Regions from separate parts of the Hordeum vulgare genome. Here region 2 is linked to region 1. The links are chromatin contacts, called in public Hi-C maps. All regions are on one chromosome and are shown on one strand. The core of a region is the stretch at or near the end of the contact, and the rest is flanking DNA. Distances in the headings are between cores, read along the strand shown. Region 1 has its middle 270 kb from the start of LOC123395893. Region 2 has its middle 200 kb from the start of LOC123395658.

The links. A called contact is a pair of places that touch in the nucleus more often than the background predicts.
Region 2: a contact with region 1 is called in a Hi-C map of leaf, with 4 times the contacts expected there. The contact joins two enhancer-like sites. A contact is called at or near these places in 3 of 6 Hi-C or Micro-C datasets (leaf and seedling).

The regions. Positions count from the first base shown.
Region 1 is chr5H:286,093,719-286,096,704 of MorexV3_pseudomolecules_assembly, reverse strand. No RefSeq gene overlaps it. Among protein-coding and RNA genes, the nearest start is that of LOC123395893, 270 kb to the right of the region's middle. Within about 2 kb of position 1,509, at least 3 of the 3 cell types and tissues checked have open chromatin away from gene starts, as enhancers often do. A contact at or near this core is called in leaf, where this site is marked.
Region 2 is chr5H:286,681,053-286,684,038 of MorexV3_pseudomolecules_assembly, reverse strand. No RefSeq gene overlaps it. Among protein-coding and RNA genes, the nearest start is that of LOC123395658, 200 kb to the right of the region's middle. Within about 2 kb of position 1,583, at least 2 of the 3 cell types and tissues checked have open chromatin away from gene starts, as enhancers often do. A contact at or near this core is called in leaf, where this site is marked.

The DNA.
Region 1 (2,986 bases), core at 260-2,759:
ACCTGGTTTGATCAAGATTCTGGGTTCGATTTAAACAATAGACATTTTTTTTCTTTTAAAGGTCCTTTGAACCGGTATTTTTTTTCTGTTTATTTTTCTTCTTTCTTTTTTTCTTTACTCCCCTGTTTTGTATTTTTCACTTTTTTATATATTTTATTTTTTGCAAGTTTACTTCATAATAAATTTTCACAGTTTCAAAATTTGTTCGCGTTTTAAAATTTCAAATTTCTTCACAATTCGCAAAATATTCATGGTTTTAAAATGTATTCACAATTAAGAAATTATTTGTTCATAATTCAAAAAATGTCCATAATTTTATAATTTTATTCACGAATTTTAAATTTGTTCATGTTGCAAATACGTTCAAAATTCGAATTTTTTTATGGTTTTCAAATTTACTCACAAATTTAAAAATTCATAATTTTATAACTTTTTCATATTTCAAAATTTGTTCACAATTCAAAAACTGTTTGTGGTTCCAATTTTTTTTCATAATTGGAAAGAAGTTCTTAATTTTATAATTTTGTTTGCGAATTTGAAATTGTTCATGTTTCAATATTTGTTCACAATTTGAAAACTATTCTTGGTTTCAAAATTTGTTCACAATTCTAAAAATATTCATCATTTTATAATTTTGTTCGCGAATTTGAATTTTGTTCCTGTTTCAATATTTGTTCACAATTCGAAAAAGTTCACAATTTCAAAATTTCTTCACAATTCGAAAAATGTTTATACTTTTACAATTTTGTTCATATATTTCAAATTTCTTCAGAAGATGTTTGCTTGTTTTCCAAAAATGTTCGTATATTTCAAAAAATGTTACGTTTTTCAACGTATTGTTCGTAATTTGAGAAAAATGTTCGTATTTTCGAAAAACTATTCGTATTTTGAAAATCCCAATAAGGTTTTTGAATTTTGTTTGTAATTTTCCAAAAATGTTCACGTTTACAAAATTGTTTGCGTTTTTTTTCTTTTGTTTGGGAGTTTAAAAAAAAATTCGTGTTTACAAAAGTTGGTTCTGTTTTAAAATTATTTTTGGGAGTTTAAAAGATTCACATTTTTGAAAGTGGTGACGTTTTAGAAAAACTTTGAATATTTGAAATCAATTCGTATTTCAAACATGTTTGTGTTTTCCAACAAACGTTTCATACTTAATACTAGTCTTGTTTTTGAAAAATCTTCTAAAAAAATCATAGCTACAGTACCAATGATTGGTTCACTACAGTGTGTGGACCGGCCGCGACAGTATCCGTTTGATTTCGTACAACATGTCGTTCTGGTTGATGGTTTCTTAAATGCTAGTACTATTTGTGTGTCACGAAAACTGAGTCGGTGAATGAATGCTGGATGTTCTGGGTTTAATTCCGATCAAGCGTTTGTTTTTTTTCCTGTATTTTCGATACTGGGCTATAGGCATAATATATTGGGCCGGTCCAGGGAGGAGTCCTCATGTTTGTTTGATCGGGAATGTGTCGCAGAACGCGGTGTATAGGAGGTCCCGTGTTGCAGTGGCTCGGCGGTAGGGGCACCAGCATGGGCGCAGCTTTCTCGGGCCGAACTAGACCGTGGTCCGTCAAAGATTGTTATGAATATTTTATTACCCATGCTTCGAGAGAGCAACTAGGTAGTGAGTGTTTTTCGGAAGTCTGCCAGCAAGCACTCCCATTGCATCATCATTTAACCCATTCTCAGCCGTCGTCATATGTCGCGCTTTCAGCTTTTCTTTCGAATTTTTTTGTTTTATATAAAATCTGGATGCATTTTTGGTTTTTTAAAATGGTTTTTTACTTTTTTTTGTGTTTCGTTTTTTCATCGGTTTTTCTTAGCTTCTTGACGGATAAAAATCATTTTTTTTGCGTGGAAAAACACGTTTCATGGTTTTTTTGCGAAAGACATGGTTTTGTCTTTCATGATAGGCACGATTTTGCCTTCGCGAGAGGCACGCTCGTGCCTCTCGAAAAGGAAAAAATGCGTTTTCCGTTTTTTTGTAAGAGGCACTGTTTTGCTTCCGCGAGAGGCATGATTTTGCCTTCGTGAGAGGCATGACCGTGCCTCTCGGAAAGAGAAAAAATACGTGTTTTTTTCGCGAGAGACATGATTTTGCTTTCGCGAGAAGCACATTTTTGCCCTGATAGACGCACGACCATGTCTCCCGGAAAGGGGAAAAGGCGAAAAAATGCATTTTTTGTTTTTTATCGCAAGAGGCACGATTTTTTGTCCCCTTTTTCTGATTTTTCTTTTCGTCAAAACCTTTCAACATGGCATCTAGTTTTGAAGATCTTAACACGAGAAATCCAACAGTAAAAACGGTTCGAGATTTGAGCGCATGATTTTGGAAACGACCGGTTCGAGCGGCCTGTGGGGTGTTTTTAAATTTCGTCCCGATGTAAATCAGGCCTCATTGCACGCAACCAAACGGTTCATTTTCCCGCCAGGGTCTGATTAGGGATGAGCGAGTAAATGGGATGATGAGGGTATATTCGCGCCATACCGCCTCCACCAATTTCTCTCCTCCCGCCATCTTCGACCGAACCCCCTGTACTGCACCCTACGTGGCGTCTTGCTTTTGCACCCGACTTAACCTGGCTCGCTGGAAACAAACGATTCAAAACGTTAGCAACGAATCAGACTATGGGATACTTTAAGTTTCGTGCCGATGCGAATCACAGCTCCTTGTACACAACCAAACGGTCCGCCAGACCCAGCTATATGCAACCTACTAAATGTGTCCCTAGTTGCTCTTGGTTCAACCATTCTTAGAGCATCTATAAACATAGCAAACATGACTCCCTAAACGTCTGTGGACGTGTCCACATTTTCTATTTCCTTCCTCATTATCCCTTGAACTGACCAAAAGCGTCTACGAACGTACGAAGGGTTATCCCTTGAACTGACCAAAAGCGTCTACGAACGTACAAGGGTTATCCTTTGAACTGACCAAAAGCGTCTACGAACGTACGAAGGATTATTTGAAGAGCTCGGCTGT
Region 2 (2,986 bases), core at 334-2,833, 590 kb before region 1:
GACGTGTCGATATTCCGAGGCCGGGTAGGACCCAGAAAAGTGTGTCCGGCCAGAGTGTTATCGAGCACGTCGGGGAATATGTTGTGCACCCCTGCATGGAAGAACTTATCTATTCGAATAACCGTGTCCACGGTTACAGGACGACTTGGAGTTGTGCCCTGATCTTATACAACTACAATTTTACTTAACTAGATTTAGTTGCCTCGGGATTGCTTCCTCGCAGGGAGTCGAGGGAGGATCTCTGGGCGTGACCTCACTTTAATACTCCTCCAACAATATGACTATTAATGTGTTACACCTGTTCTACTCTCGTCTATTGCTGCAAGACCCTGAAGATGCTAGTCTTCGATAGGACTAGGCATTCTCTCTCTATTCTCGCATTGCTGCAGTCGGTCCACATATAACCACCCTGTTTTTAATACTGATGCATACCTAGAATAGTTCTGATGTAAGACTTGCGAGTATTTTGGATGAGTACTCACCGTTGCTTTGCTCCCCTTTCCCCTCTTGATCCATTGCTGCGACGAGATAATGGAGCCCAGGAGATGGAGGTTCCCGCCGACGACGACTACTACATCGACGGTGCCTACTACTACGTGGAGGCCGCTGAAGACCAGGAGTAGTTAGGAGGTTCCCAGGCAAGAGGCCTCGCCTCGTTCGATCGTTGTATATTTTGTGTTAGCCTTCTCTAAGGCACCCCATATTTTATGCGTGTACTCAGATATTGTTGCTTCCGCTGACTTGTGTGTTTATTGAGCTTACGTATTTTAGCCCTCGAGGCCCCTGGCTTGTAATATGAAGCTGATATTGTTTTATTTGTATTTAGAGTTGTGTTGTGATATCTTCCCGTGAGTCTTTGAGTTTGATCGTATGCATTGCGTGTATGATTAGCATACGATTAAATCGAGGACGTCACAGGAGTGGCAACAAGGAAGAAATGCACCGTTCTACTCGACGGAGGACAAAGTGGGTATAAATAGGACTTTTCTAGAAAAAGAAATAAAATTATGCTCCCTTAATCCGTATTGGGGATCTGTTAGGTACCAATTAATGAAATAAAAAGTTAAATATAAGCTAAATATACTCTGTTATAGAGGACCGGTTCGAAATGCCCTATGGGTATTAGTAATGACATAACAAATATGTCAACGTTACCGTTATTTAAAAAAAAAATGACATTGGTAAAAAATGACGCGTTACCAATTAAATTTATGATTAGCTTTTATAAGTGCACCTACAGTCAGTCTTAGTGAGAGCGTGTAGATTCTCTAAAACCATCAACGCGTGAGGGAGCGTGTGACAGTTGTCACATCATAACAGCTTAACAATGATGTGTGTTGGCCGACTAACAACGTCGGCACCGGACCACGTATTCTATACCCTGTATATCCGGCGACGTGGATTTGTGATACCAGGCCACGCACGCCGTCACGTATTGCTTTTCTCTTGCGTCCCTGCCTGCACGGATAAATGTGACAAATCAATCTGAGATTGACATGAAGAACCAAGACGCGTGAGATCCGTGTTACGAGCTGACGCATGCTGAGCTCTGCCCATCAGGGTGACCGTGACCCATGCCATGAATCCCATCGCCGTCGCCGCGCCCGGGCAGAAGGCGCCAGGAATCTGTCTCGACGCAGACATGGCCAAGACCGGGTTTGAGTTTTGTTTCTGGACTTGGGAGGTATTCTGATGTGATACTTTGAGCAGTCTAACTGACCACTTTTGCGGCCTGCGGTGAATTCATTCCAGCACGAGTAAAATATGCGGGTCTCCTGCTACCAGTTTTTCTTTTTCTTTTGAGAAAGTCCTGGTACCAGCTTTCCGAAGCAAACTGAAGTTGTAGCCCGTACGTACCTTTTTTTTTGAAATCAATGCATTGCATTAAACAGTGCGTGAAGCCAAATCACTTGCCGCCGAAAGAGCTACACACGAACCATATTTGTCAGACGTTCAGTCAGGCACACCGATAATTAGGTTTCCTTCACATCCAAAGCATGTGCTATTTAATTACATAATGACAGCGCTAGGGATCAGACTACTGATCCCTTGCCTCTCATCGACTAGTTTGAGACCATTGGAATAGAAGCATGTTAGCCGTTCTATCTGCTAGCATGGACCACACATGGTTTGTTAGATTGGTTCGTTAATTGATTGTTTCGTGTATCTGTTTTAGCTGAACACGCTCGGTACCCTCGCTGACTTTCTTTGCTTCCGTAACTGCTTTCTAGTACGTAAAATATTGATTCTACTTGGTCACTAATTAAAATTGCTTCGCATAAATCACATTAGATATTGCCCATAAAAAAACCATGCGGGTATCTTTATTTTTAGATTCTATTTCTGACAAGTTATGATTTTTTTTTGAAACGGAGGCAAAATATTTGCCTCATCGAATTAATTAAGAAGAGAGCAGTACAGATTTATGGTTACATGGCCACTCAGGCCAAAATAGGAAACAGGTTAAATGCCTCCGGGAAAATGTTTCCAAGAGACTTAGCTCCAGCTTTTATCCATAATTGTGCCTCGACCTTAATAGAAGCAACAACATGGGCAGGCAAGGATGCCTTGTTTTGAAATACCCTGGCATTCCTCTCGTTCCAAATTACCGAGCATATTAGCATCTTCAGATATTTTAAGGCCTTTTTGCATGTGCTGGTGGCTAGGCCATCAGCATCCTAGCACTTCTGGACAGACGGGAGATCTGCCCATGAGTTGGTCTGTGAAGGAATCCCCAGCCAGTCATTGATTGAGTTCCAAATCCTGACCGAGTAGCGGCATTTAAAAAAGAGATGGGTAGCAGTTTCCGGTTCTATTTTGCAAAGCTGACAGAGGCCACAATTTGGCCATCCTCTACGGGCTAGTCTATTCGCTGTCCACACTCTGTCTTGAAGGATGAGCCATGAGAATAATTTAATTTTAGGCGGCGCCCAAATCTTCCATACCATCCTAGGCATGTCTGATTTAATTAACCCCGCAAATTGCA